Regions from separate parts of the Mus musculus genome. Here regions 1 and 3 are each linked to region 2. Evidence: chromatin contacts called from public promoter capture Hi-C data. All regions are on one chromosome and are shown on one strand. The core of a region is the stretch at or near the end of the contact, and the rest is flanking DNA. Distances in the headings are between cores, read along the strand shown.

The links. Promoter capture Hi-C pulls out the DNA fragments that hold promoters and counts their contacts.
Region 1: a promoter capture Hi-C map of pre-B cells shows a contact between it and region 2, with 5 times the contacts expected there. The contact joins the promoter of Cav2 here to the enhancer-like site in region 2. A contact is called at or near these places in 3 of 39 promoter capture datasets (liver and pre-B cells).
Region 3: a promoter capture Hi-C map of pre-B cells shows a contact between it and region 2, with 7 times the contacts expected there. The contact joins the promoter of Capza2 here to the enhancer-like site in region 2. A contact is called at or near these places in 5 of 39 promoter capture datasets (the C10 cell line, liver and pre-B cells), 2 of 484 Hi-C or Micro-C datasets (B cells and pre-B cells), 3 of 115 datasets of contacts at active chromatin or transcription factors (astrocytes, large pre-B cells and pro-B cells) and 2 of 9 other capture datasets (adipose tissue and liver).

Annotation. Positions count from the first base shown.
Region 1 is chr6:17,278,481-17,282,981 of GRCm38.p6, forward strand. It overlaps Cav2 (caveolin 2), which reads left to right and starts at 2,705. Exons shown (of 3, transcript NM_016900.4): 1 at 2,705-3,030; 2 at 3,415-3,602. The coding sequence starts at 2,881.
Region 2 is chr6:15,744,154-15,748,868 of GRCm38.p6, forward strand. The region is part of intron 3 of Mdfic (MyoD family inhibitor domain containing); the gene reads left to right. Among named protein-coding and RNA genes, the nearest start is that of Mdfic, 26 kb to the left of the region's middle. Within about 2 kb of position 1,923, at least 50 of the 459 cell types and tissues checked have an H3K27ac peak or open chromatin away from gene starts, as enhancers often do. A contact at or near this core is called in B cells, adipose tissue, astrocytes and 2 more, where this site is marked.
Region 3 is chr6:17,634,906-17,639,729 of GRCm38.p6, forward strand. It overlaps Capza2 (capping protein (actin filament) muscle Z-line, alpha 2), which reads left to right and starts at 2,105. Exons shown (of 10, transcript NM_007604.3): 1 at 2,105-2,255. The coding sequence starts at 2,217.

The DNA of each region.
Region 1 (4,501 bases), core at 1,455-3,954, 1.5 Mb after region 2:
AGGTGACTTGGGTCCTCAGGGGACATTTGGCAATGTCTGGAAACATTTGGTGTTGTCATGACTGGGCAGTATTATCTGCAGCTAGTGAGGCAGAAGCCAGGGATGTTGCTAAATGTACAGTTCTTGGGATAAGCCCTCAAAGCACAGGGTGATCTGGCTGAAAATGCCAATAATTTGGAAGTTGAGCAAGCCTCCTTTAACCCAAGTGCTTTAAATATCAAGAAATTATTTCCATGAATAACCAGTTCCATGAATAACCAAGGAGTAGAGCTGTATGTGAACAATATGGGACACTAGAAGATGTGTTTGTGATTTGAGAAGAAAACTAAAGAGAAAAACTGATTTTATTCATATGTGTATCCATAAACACATTACAATAAGCCAAAAAAGATCTTTGTTACAGTGTAATGAGAAAATGAAGGAACGAAATCCTACTCACAAATACTAATTTATGATCAAGTTGTACTCCACCATAATTTTAATATGACACCTAAAACTCTTATTAGAAGGCAAGATACATGATAATAGCTAGAAAAAGACAGCACCAGCATTGATTTTATATGAAATTTAACGTCTCCTTCCTTATAATTGAATTGCTTTTGAGGCTCATTGGAGGATAATCCCGCACACTGGAAGTTCTAGTGTGGACTCGGCCATTTGGCTGCAACATCTTCTTTAATTTTTCTCTTTCTTAGAAAATCTATCAGTTTAGCATGAATAAGACCATCTTTGCTGTGTAGAATCATGCTGTTTTAATCCCCTTCAAAATAATGGTAGCTGCCATAGTATAAGAATATTCTAAGAAGATAAACAAAATCATTTTATAGAAAGGCTTAAAAAAAAACTTGAATTAAAATAGTGAACCGGGCAAGCATGTTATTAAAAATAAGAGTGTCATCAAGTCCCAACCCATGGTAGAGGGATATATTCAGTAAGTCAGTATGTGAGTCTTTCTCTATTGAATTCTTCATGGCATACGCCAACTCTAGTCAGGTTCTATTTTTATCATGGGCTTCAGAGACAACTTTTATAAATACCTATAATTTTACAAATGAATCTTTAACTGTAACTGCCCAATAAAAGACATGGCAGTTTTACCTCTCCATGGCCTGTCTCCACTGCTTGAAAACTCAGCAGTTATTTGCAATAGGTCTTTCAATTGTCCTAAGGAGGACAATGGAAATGTGAAGGTATCTGGAAGACTTGGAAGGGATGAAGCCCCAGGGTTAGATGTCTGGCCACCACCCTGACTGCAGCCATGCTTTTTCTTCTTCTTGAGAAAGACCTTACAACTTTGAGGAAATGTAAGCTTTACAAAAAGATTAAATGGATCTAAACTGTCTCTTCCAAACCCTGGAAATCAACATGAAGGCCTCCCCTTCAAACTCCTGCCATCGGGCGTAGCATCTAGACCCTATCTGATTCTCAGAAAGTCCGAATGAATGCAGGATGGTGAAGTGCTGAGAAAACAGTGAGTGTAAGGCCTATACCACCCCTTCGAATTAAAAAGGATTTAAATAAAACCAGGAAGGAAAAGTATAATCAGGGGGAGGGGGAAGCTTGAGTAACGGGACTCGGTGAGGGGGCGAGAGAAGAAGCCTCCAGGACGTGGGATTCAACCCTGCGCCATTCTGCATTACTGACATGATGACCCACACACTGCAGTGGAAGAAGATACACTCCCTATTCAACTATGACATTTAGAGTTTTGCCTTCCAAATATGTTCTCCGATCAGTTCCCAGGTTGTTTAGTTGGTTGTTTTGTAACTTGTATTACTCCCCAAATAGCCTTTCCTTTTCCAAAGAAACCTTCAAATCCATTTCCTACAAGGGATTTGATTTGTGCAGCAGGCTCTAAAGCCGGCTGTCCAGAGCAATGCCCATTCTTTGGTACTATAGTTTGGGGTCTGGGCAAACTGAAAGCATCATTCCATATCTATACTCACCAAGTTCCTATTTCGCGCAGGCAAAGTTTTAGGTTACCAGATGGCAAACTCTTTATGCCAACTCCTCCCTACTGAAGCTCTTGAGAGAATGGTCAGCGGGCTTATCCATGTACCATGATGTAGTTATATGCTTGTTTATGCTGCTCCTACGATGGCATTACAGACCTGTCTGCACGGCATTAGTTCCTGCAGTCTTTGAACAAAATCCTGATTTAAGGGAAAATCCAAAGTTAGTTGTAGTTTGGAGGCAGAAGAGCAGACCTATCCTTGGGGTATGATGGCAACAAACTCCTATAACAACTTACATAACCAACTCTGGGGAAACAAAAACAAAACGAAAGGGCTGCTGCAGTCCATTATCTATCAACAAGGTACGCCTTAGCCTCACGATTCAGCTACAATGCTTGCTGTGAGTTGGGGACCAAGTAAAAGTTAGGAATTAACATCTCATTCTCTCAGGATAGCTCTGAGGAGCAGGTGCCACAACTCTAATCCAACCAGTAGATGCATGTAGACTTCCCTAATGCTTGCCCCCTAGCACCTCCAGACCTTCTTCCAGTACACACACCTCCCTGACCAATCTGTCTGCCTTTAAGCATCCCTGTTCGGACTGCAAGCCAAGTGGCCCGGGAGGTCTGCTTTGCCCGGCTTCACCAAGCCAGGAGATGACTCATCGAGCCGGTTCCCCGGGCTCCTTGGGGCTTTGGCAAACAACTGGAGAGGTGCCCTCCCTCCCCGCAGGCCCGGCGGGGCGGGGCGGGGTTCGGCCAGCCAAGGCTGGGAGCGGGAACCGGCAGCGGGAAGCGGCCGCCGCCCGGGCAGCCCGAGGCTAGGCAGGGCGAAGCCAGGCGGGGCGGGGCTGAGCGCCACGGGAAGGGGAGGCAGGGCTGCCTAGGGACCGAACGACCGAGCCACTCTTGCAACGCCAGCCACGATGGGGCTGGAGACCGAGAAGGCCGATGTGCAGCTCTTCATGGCCGATGACGCCTACAGCCACCACAGTGGCGTTGACTACGCAGATCCTGAGAAGTATGTTGACTCGAGTCACGACCGGGATCCTCACCAGCTCAACTCTCATCTCAAGGTGAGTTTCAGGCTGGGCTATCACTCATCTAGGCTGGAGGCTGCTAAGGGTCCCTTGTATGCTGCAGGAGGATGACTCTTGACCTTCTCCCCAACAGTGGGGGTTGGTCCCATTGCTAATGCTGGTTCCATTGGCACTCTGCCCTGGTCCCACAGCCTTCAGGCTCCCTGAACAGCCACACAGTGTCCAACTCCTGTGTGCCCAGTGTCACTCTAAGAAAAGCTGAAGATACTCTAGCCAGGTCGCCTTTCCTTCGGACTTCCCCTTCTTAGAGTGCTTCTGCCACCACACCCCCCACCCCCACCAACTTCGTTCCCTCCCCACCCCGACCCTATCCCCGACAGGTTGGATGACGTCATGAGTCCTTGCATCTTGTCTCTGCAGCTAGGCTTCGAGGATCTGATTGCAGAGCCTGAGACTACACACTCCTTTGACAAAGTGTGGATCTGCAGCCATGCTCTCTTTGAAATCAGCAAATATGTGATGTACAAGTTCCTGACCGTATTTCTGGCCATCCCCTTGGCCTTCATTGCGGGTATCCTGTTTGCTACCCTCAGCTGTCTGCACATCTGGTGAGAGGGGACACATGGGTTGATTCTGAAGCTTACAGAAGTTTTTGCCACCTGCTCTCTGCTCTTCCTATTTCCCAGGGCCCATTTGCAGAGAAAACGCTTACATTAGTTCCCAAGGGTAACAAGACCTGAGAAATCTTGAAGGGCAGTGTGCTTTCTTTAGAATAATAGTCCCGGCTGAGAGTTTAAACAGAAGGAAGCAAGGGCCTCTTTCCTGGGTGTGATTTTTCCTTCCATGCAGAAGGCTGAGCTGAGTGTGGAGGTGGGGGCTGGAAGGCCACTTCCTGTCATAGGCTGCTCTCTCCAGGGCCTGTTGTGACTCGTGCCTGTGGTTCTGGGCAGGTCCTTTCCTCCTTTCATTGACTTTTATTCAGTCACCATCTGTGCTTGGGCAAAACAAACGTTGATCTCAGAGAAAACAGCGCTTACATTCTGACCCTTGGAGAAGGGCAGACTTTAGTAAAACAGTGCTATGAACTGAGCCACTCAAGTCTTGCTATTGGTAAATGGCAGCCATGAACCCAGGGGAGACAGGAGTGTTTACAATGATTGGGTTGAACATCTACCACGAACAAATAAAATGTTAAGCTATGAAACAAGGGGATAGGCCATTACATTATTGTTTCACTTATGAAGCACACACACACACACAAATGCCATCTAGTTACAAGAAAAAGAAATATGGAAACCAATCGAATGTTGGGATGTCTGTAAAGTTATTCACGTTCAAGATGCATCATAAGCTTTTTTAAGCACTCAAACTTGTCTTAAGGGAACTAGCCCACTCCTCCAAGAAATGTTTTTTGTGTTAAAGGTTACCCACTTCATTCAAAGAATCATCCCCAATGTCACAATAGTTTTCACGCTGGTACCTCAAGGTGGTCCTGGTGACACGTGTG
Region 2 (4,715 bases), core at 673-3,172:
CTAACTTATTAGAGAAAAAAAAATCCTTTCTGGAAGTAATAAATAAAAGAAGAAATCCATATGGAATGAAACACTTTGAATAAATAGGCCACACAGAGTCTAGTGCAGGAATGTGCCTTGTGAATATCTTTCTTACAAAATTTAAATGCAAAAAAAAAAAAAAAAAAAGACAGCTCGAGCTACTTATGTTTGTTTTTTTTTTTTAAAGTCTTAAATTAGCAAAGAATTAAAGCACAATAGTGGTTTTCTGGGGAAATTTTAAAGTTGGAAAGCTTTCTTTCTATTTTATTATTTTTAAAAAGAGACACTTAAACGCTTAAGAACCATTCATATTCTGAGAAAATATCTTTGAGTATAATTTAATTTGGGGGGATTTATTTCAGATTCTAGAATTTATATAATTTTCTTGTTTTCCCCGAGAGCATGGACTGAGACCTCGGTTTTTCTCCTTAGAGGAGGACATATGGTGTGCTGCATAATTTGAACCTATACTTTTTAGTAGTGCTTTGTTTTAATAAGCACCAGTTTTCTGAGTTCATAAAATAGACATTGCAATGAAGTGACACCCTAGTTAATATTCATTTTTCTATTTAATCTGTAATACACGCAAATCCATAAAAAGTAATTGGCAACATAACATGTTTTAATTATAATTGAGAAGAAATGATCACGGGGTGGTTTCTAAGATAGGTGGGGATGTTTCTATGTCTACATGCAGAATCATACATACGTGTTCACATGCATGTTTGTGCATATGCACTTATGTGTGAATGTACGTTATGTACACATCTACCTCTATTGACAGGCAGATAGCATGTGTCAACAATGTTTTGGTTTAATTTAGGTCAAATTCTACTATCCTGGTTATCTCCTATGAAGCGCTTACATTTTTCTTTGTTCTTCTTCTTAAGTGCCTGAGGTCTCTATTGCAGAATTTTCTAGGTCTTTCCTGTTACTTAACTTTATCCATGGACACTGCTTTGTATGTAAATGCCTCTAATTCTAAATGCCACTACTTAACTCCAGAAATTTTTCTCAGCTTCTCTTCTAAAATAAATTTCCCATTAAATTAAAACTGTTTGGTTCAGCTAACTCTCTCCTTGGTGATTTTTATAGAATTCCCAGGATCTGAAGCAGAGTTAGAATGCTCTACTTAAACGGCAATCCCCATCCTGTTTAACCCATTTATTCATTGTGAAGAGTTTTAGCTCTCATAATAGTAAGCACTTAATTGGCAGGAGAATGCAAGCCGCTCTCTAATTCACACTTGCCCGCCCTTACCGAGCCACGGTTCCTTCCATTGCCACTCACCCTCCTACTTGAAGCCTTCCTCTTGGCATCCTCTGAGTCTCCTCTCCAGATCAACAGGCTCTGCTGTTAGCAACTCTATTATGCCTTTTCTGAGCCTCTGCCAGCTTAGAGCTGATCACCCTTAATGAACACCATTCCATCACTCCAGGGGATTCTGCCTGTGTGGAAAACACAGAAAGAAAGGCAGGTGCTCGGGCATACTGTCATATACTTAGAACATTTCTTATTTCGATGGGAGGGAGGGAGGGAGGGAGAGAGAGAGAGAGAGAGAGAGAGAGAGAGAGAGAGAGCGAGCATGAAGTGGTTTTGATTTAAGAGTTTTCCACAGCTCTCTTGTTTGAATGCACATTTCAACAACTATTATTTGCCTTTCTTTGGAGTTCGGTTTATATGAAATTAAAAATTGTGCCCCATTGATGTAGCACCTTGAGAGGACTGGTAGATGTAGCCTATTAAAAATCACGCTTCTTATTAATTTCAGGCATTGCCTGACACTTCATGCTCATTCATGTCTCGGAGAAGTACTAGGAGCAAGTTGTTCTGACTTCTGAGTTCCTCAGTGTCCTTTCCTGCCCTATGCAGCTGTCAGGAAACTCTTTGTCTTCACTCTGCTGACCAAGTGTTTACACCCACTCGCACAGTCGCTTTGCTTATTGTCCCAGAGCACACCATGTGATCATCAGTTAGTACAAATCAAGCGAACAGCTTGGTTTCCAGTGGGGTGTGTGTAGTGGTGAGCCATTTTTGGATGTTCTCCTACATTTACCTCCTCTGTTAATTGTAACCATCTAGACCCCTATTCTAGAGCAGAGGTGAAGTTTCCTGACACAATTCACTTTCATGATAGATTGTTCCATGCTTACCCTGGGTTCTTTCCCTTAATTGGAGTTAAATAGTGTTCATCTTTTGTGTTGAACATCTTAATAGTAGGTATGGGAAGGCCAGTGGAAATGAACTGCTAGGGAAAAGGTCCTGACTGAGTGGTTACTTACCACTGGTGTTGAGTAAGTTATCTAACATCAGTCAACTCCTCTTAGTCCCCAAATGGAGCCTAATACCAGGAGGCTCATTGTGTCATTTTGAGGATTCTATCAGGAACTTTGTGTTCCATTGAAGGAACGGATGGTATGTTAGTTCATCAGTGTGCATTAGTATTATCCTTGAGCTGAGCTATGAATTTTAAGATATTTTTCTTTTCATTATGGTGCATTGAGCCAGATGCTTGGAAGCACTACGATATATAGACTATGTTTTCTAAGACCTCCTGATATCATGGCCACGGGTTTGCTGCATTCAGCTGATTAAGAGCTTTAATGTGTTATAAAGTAGCAAGATGTTTATAAACCATTATACAGAACGTAAAAACATATTGTGTTGCACTTATGGGAATAGGTGATTGCATGCGTGCCTCTTCATCATTCTCCAAACCACATTTTTCTTTTCTTTTTCTAGTTCTCACCCTGTGGGGCAAGACCTCCTCAGAGGTCGAACAACCCTTTCGCAGGGGTCTCCTGTCAGATATCCTGCATATCACACATTTGAGTTACGAATCACAGTAGTATCAAACTACAGTTATGAAGTAGCAATGGAATAATTTTATGGATGGGGGTTGGTCCAGCATGAGGAACTGTACTAAAGGGTTGCAGCGTTAGGAAGGTTGAGAAGCACTGCTTTAGATCAATTCCAGGTTAAGAACTCACGGGTGTTTCTGTGAAGACTGTGTGGCTGTAGGTTAAAGTTTCCTGAGTTACGCACGAGACAACAAATGTTGTCATTATTGCGCTTATGCCTCTGTTTTTGTTCTAATTTATTTGTATATGTTCTTCATCATAAGCTAGGTCACTTGCCTTTTAATCTACATCATATATTTGTCTGCCACAGATTTTCAAGTTCTTCCTGGTCATCCTAAAGTCTTTGGTCCTTCCTTGCCAGCTATGTCGTTGAGCTGGAGGGCAGGTAGGGGATAGGGCTTAGCACTGACCTGAGATTTAGCTTCTCGTTTGTACATTTTTTAGGCCTCTAAGAAGAACCGAGGCCTGGGAATTATCATAGAGATCATCTCAAAAAATGTTAACCTCTGAAGAAATGAATAGCATTTAATTATCAAGACCACAAGTGCTGTGGTGTAGATAATTTCAGTTCTCCAACCTCAAACTTCCTGCATCTGAAAATTCTGAGAACTTGTACAGATATTAATCATTTGTTTGTAGATTGGTTTAATATGAAACTTTTGGGATTAGGACTTGAACTAAAACTTTGAAAGGACACATTATGATGGTTTTGTTTACTACTGAGTTACGGTGGGGATCGAGTCATGATCTATGCAGGTGTAGCTTTTGCATGTGAAATTTATGATCTTGTGAGAGAGACAGTTTTTCCTGAGATGATTGCTTGTGTTAGCAATACCTTAGGGAAAAGTGCAGGGCTACTGTAGGTTTACATGGGAGAAATCCAAGTCCTGACATGGGAAGGGCATCAGACAGAGCTTTGCAGAGGGAAGCCATGAGGAAGCCATGCCTGTGATTCTACCAAAATGGTTTAGATAACTAAAACAGGATGTGTGTGTGTGTGTGTGTGTGTGTGTGTGTGTGTGTGTGTGTGTGTGTTGGTACAAGTCAAAAGCACAGCACATTTTTGGATCTAGAAATAAAAGAGGGAAGAGTTGAATGGAGTCCCAGTTTTGCATATACTGGGACATAAAGTGTGGGATTTAGAGGAAGAGAGCGATGGCAGGGAAAGACTTCCTTAGGTGAAGACTGATGGTGTTGGAGTTTTGACCTCATAAGGTTTATGCTGTTTTAATCTGAACTTATTTTTGGAAGATTGTTTTTGTAATGCTTTGGGGAGTAAATAGAAATGAAAAGGACTGAATTCCATAAATCATGATAAGACTGTTGAGTTAACTGAGATAAGAAAGGAAGGTGTTTTGTCTAGATTAGGTACAGAGGATTGCAGGAAGGAAGAAACAGGAAGTGGGTTTCGCTCTAGAGTCTCCCTCTCAGATCTTTCAATAGGGTCTCACTCTAGGCAAGACTGGCCAGGCTAGCTTCAAAATCATGGCAACCCTCCTGCCTCAGCCTCTGGAGCTCAGATGTGAACCATTTGGTGTTATTCACAAGGTTCATTATTTGGTGAGGTGAAGGCAGGCAGATGAAACAAGTGCTGGGAACAAGGCTAAGGATTTTGGTTCAAATAAATGTTAATTGTTATGCAAGGACAATGCCCCCCCCCCCCCGCATTTAAGGTCCTGTCATCAGAGGGTTTAAAATGACGAGCTGTGGGTATAGGGGAGAAAAGACATGAAGAGGCTTACAACCAAAGAACAAAAACAAATACTCCAGAAAAGTTTCTGTTCTTTCAGACTCAAGATAAAGGACTAGTTGTGATTGCTCGATAGGAAATGT
Region 3 (4,824 bases), core at 855-3,354, 1.9 Mb after region 2:
CAGGGAAACTTTTGCTTATCTCTTGATTATGATGCACCAGAGGCAAGGATACTGGCATGTTTCTTAGTGCAGTCTTGTAACAAGCACTTCTTATTTATACTTGCTGAAGTTTCTTCCAAATACATGTCACTTAAATTCTGCGAATCCCTTTAGCTGTATCAAGAAGGTAGTGTTTAGAGATTACTATAGGGACTATTCGACATTATACATAATTTACTGCTTTTTAAATTGCTATGGGAACCATATGCAAATATCACCAAACCCACGGCTAGAAACATACTCTGACTCAGATTATTGCAAAACATTACAAGATTTTCAATGAGGCTTCTAAAGGGTAGTGCTGCCAGTAAGTTAGCTATGCAACATTCACCAAGAACCCACTGTGTAAGACATAAAATGCTAAGTAAATAGGAGCAACCTTGGTGGGGAAACCCTGAGTCCCAGATACTGTTGAAGAAGGTGCTGTGAACTGGATTGCTGGCATGCCAGAGAAGGCACCTCCATTAAGTTTTATTCTGTGGAGAAAGGGAGAAAGTTCTGACAGTGGAAAGAATGTGGGATGTTGAACAAAATGCCTAGGATTCAGTCGTATTCGAGCTATGTAGCATTGGATAAATTCCTGAGCTTTGGTTTGGACGAACAGTAATACTTACACTTACAATGGCAGGGAGCAATAAATAAAGCAAGGATTTAGGAACTATAAAAGAGGGAACTGATATTGACTTGTAGCTCCTGAGGGGTTTGGTCAGACACTGTTCTTTGTTAACTTGCATGCTGTCTCCACGGGTTTGTCTTCAACTGGACACTTTCAGTTCCCGCACATGTCAGCTTCCTCTTCCTGCTCTCTGCAAACGAACACTTTAGTAAGTCACTTAATGATAGTGTTCTTGGACCCAGATAGCTATTTGAGCTCTTTAGGGTCCTCTTACCTGTCATTTACACACAGCTGTCAGATTGACACCGCTGAGCATGTTCGGTTCATGTCGTGACACTGTCCAAATGCCCTCAAGAGCTTCTCACTTTCTAATTATTGAAGTCTTAACTACTAACTAAACTCTTAGTCCTTGGTAAAAACAAAGTGTGGTTTTCAGACGAGTAGCACTCCTCCTTCCTGGGAGCTTGTAAGAAATATAGATTCTCTGGTTTGCTCAGGCCTGCTGAACTAGCAACTCAATTTTATCAACATTTCCAGCTGCTTCCTGTGTCAGCTTTGACTTCAACCTTCCACCCCCCCCCCTTTTCTTTAACTTGAAGCTTCAGTAGTAGAGTTGCCAGATTTAGCAAATAAAAGTAGGAGACATCCAGTAAAATTTGAAAATAATAAATAATGGTTTTAGAATGCTTTAAATCCTTCATGGGACATTTACCTTAAAAATTGGTTGTATGAAATTGAAATTTCTACTGGATGACCTGTAAGTAGTTTGGACAGCCAGTTCATGAGGGTACAGATCCAAGGCTAACTTAACTTTTTTTTCTTTTTTTTTTACTTTCCAGGAGTACAATGCCTTCCCTAACTCAATGTCTAATTAATAGAGGTGAGCTTAAGAGCATTTTCTTTGGGATTTTTGTTTGTTTGGGTTTTTAAATCTACATTTCTTATTCCTAAGAACTAGCAAAATAGTCTTCCTATCATAAAAGACCAATAAATGTTTTTCGGATGAATAAATGAATATATCAAAAGTAATCTTTCAATTATGGACTGGATTGTGTGTGCCTATTTCAATTAAAACAGTATTTTTCCTAATACTTAAAAATGTTTTAAATTGGTACAGCTTTTCACATTTTAGCTGGCAGCGTTCAGGACTTGGTGGGAACAAAGTCATGGGCTCAGAATGTACTCATCGCCAACCGGGTCCATATGGTCATCGTTGACTAGAGAAGGCACCAGACAGAGCAGGATGACAGAAGATAACCATAGCAATCCCACTTTGGAGGCGCTGCGCACGCGCACAGCGGCGCTCAGGCCGGCGCTCAGGGGGAGGGAGGCGGAGCTCCGGGGGCGCGTGCGCGGCGGCCTAGGCTGAGGAGGCGGAGCTCCCAGGCGTGTGCGCAGTGGCTCGGCTCCCGGGAGGCGGAGCTCCGGGGCGCGTGCGCGGCGGCCTGGGCGGCGGGGCCCCTCCCTTGGCGGGGGCGCGCGGCGCGGAAGACCGCTCGGAAAGGGGGAAGTCAGGTGGCCGCTGCTGCCACCAGCGCCACGGTCTGTCGCCAGAAGGAAGATGGCGGATCTGGAGGAGCAGTTGTCCGATGAGGAGAAGGTAGGTGCCGCGGCGGTGAGGAGCCGGGCGGGCGGGAGGGCGGGAGAGGTGAGTGCCGAGGCGCGAGGGCCGGAGTCTGACCCCGGGCGGGCTCCGGTGGTGGGCCGCACGCCTGCGCTTCCCGAGCGGGGTGCTGCCCGGGCTCCCCGAGGCCGGGCCCCTCCGCTCCTTGTAGGGTGTGTGCTCCGAAAATAGGAAGCGGAGCCCGGCGGCCGCGGGCGGGAGCGGGGGCGGCGGGACCCGGCCCTGGGGGTCCGGGCTCGGGAGCGGCCGACGGCGGAGCGGCGCCGCCTGGCCTGGGGCTTTCGCCGTGAGGCGGGCGGGCGGGGAAGACGGCATAGCCGACCCTCACTTTTTCCTGCAGTTTCTCCTCCCCAACGCGAAGTGCTTCCTGGTTCCCCAGGGTGTTTCCTTCCCTCCGGAGGTCGCCGTCTCCACATCCCGCCCCTTCCCCCCCACCCCCCGCCATCTATTTCTTTTATTAATATTGTCATTACCTTTTTTTTTTTTTTAATTGCTGCTCCCATGTTCCCCGGAAGGCAGTATTGTTCACAAAGACACCCCTCCCTCCCATAGTTATTTTCTGCCCAACTTGGCTGCTTCCCCCTCTTGGGGCAGATTTGGTGACATCCCATCTTCCTGATAGGACCAACTCTGAAGAGGGCGAGCGGGTGCAACTCCTTTTACTGTGTGTTAAATGCTGTGACAGCATTAGGACCAAATGCACGACTCAAGTTCTCACATTTGTGATACGAAATCTGATCATTGAACTAAGGCTCTTGCCCATTTTCTTTGGCGACTGAGGAGACCGCGTACCAAGGGGCAAGTAGTGTGAGGGGGAACGCCATACGTTTTGAGTATTTTCTGGAAAAGACCGGGACGTTTTTTTCAAACTTAGACTTAACTGACATATGAGTGTGCTGCCCTTTGGAAATGTCTGATCTTAGCTTGTTTTTAAGTTCCAAATGAAGTACACCCATGTGGGAAACAGAACTCAGTTCTAGTAGGGTGTTAGAGAAACACTAAGGATATTTTCAGTTGGGACCCTCTCCTTTTATACTGCACCAGAATTAGTGTTCTCTTTCTCTTTGGTTGTTCAGAACTCAGCCTCTTTTATGGTTTTGGAAGTGTTCTGGCTTTCTCGTTTGTGCCCTTGGATGAAATGGTGATAACTTAACAAAATGGGGACAAGCATACCTTACTTTAATTCACAGAATTAGACCCTAAGTCGCTAAAAGTTGCTGTACAGTGTTTACATTTGTAGCATTGAATAGTTTAAAGCTATTTATTGAAAATATACCAGCGCATTACAAGAAAAATAGCGTTTCAGATTCAAAGTTCTTGAAGCGATTTTTTTCATGTTTTGTGTACTTTCATATAATTATTAGGAGGAGCTCAATTGGCTTGGAAGATAGTGAGAAGAGAATTGTTAGGGTGGGAATTAATGTAGATTTGCCATGTTGTTGGAAAGGCCCGGAAATTTCAAAATAAAATGAGAAGATTCCTTGACACCCAGTGTGCTGAGTTTTACAGAGTAGTGTATGAGTTCACCTGCTGGCATAACGTTGGAAACAAATTAATGAGAATTTTAAGCTTAGATTTAGCATCTTTTTGTGACATAGGTAGGAATATTCTGTAGTAACTTCACATACAGATTTTTATAACAGTATTTTCTAATTTAAGAGATCAGTGGTTAAACTTTCTAGTGAAATTTAAATAACCAGTAAATGGAAAACAATATTTTGTCACTTTTATTTCCCAGTAGACTTGTACTGTTTTAGGAAGGTGTTCCATATAGATCAGAAATGGATTTAATTGTGATATTTTAGGACCAGTTCTTAAATCATGCTTCTCTATTTTATTTCCTTGCTTGTGATTTTTCAGGAGTAAGTTTTAAATACTTTTTACATTTCAGTTTTGCAGGTCTAAAGAAGGGGAGGTACTACAATGTATAATAGTGTAGTTTATATGTATTTATCATGTAAGAAAAATGTTCTATTTTCTTTTTTAACTTAAGTTTGAGGTAGATAGTTTTATTATCCTTTACCTGTAAGTAAATTAAGGTTTTAAAGGCCTTATATAGGAGGGAAATGGCAGAGGTGAAATTTAAACCTAAGTTTATCAGAATTCAAGGTTTGCTTGTATACTTAATGCCATTATGTTCCCTTGAAGTTGATTATAGGACTATCCTGGGGTTATATATTGGTTTTCAATTTGCTTATTTTTAAAAAGAAAGCAATGGTTCTTTATAGTATCAGGTTCTAAGTTTGTTTTTTATACTTAGTGAAAAGGCTAACTGGTAACCTTGTGTTTTCACCATTTTTAACTAGTTTATTTTTATGTAATGTGAACATTGTGTGCTACTGCTATATAGTTTCTTACTGCCCCTGTGGAATGAGGCATTTTAGAAATTAATCATAGCTGGGTGTGGCAGAGCAGATTTGTAATCTAAGTACTGAGGAAACTGGGACTGGAGGATCTCTAGTTCTGAGGCCACCTTACAGAAAGTAACAACAAAAAGAGATTAGCTGGGTGTTGGTGCATACCTGTAATCCCCAGTACCCTGGAG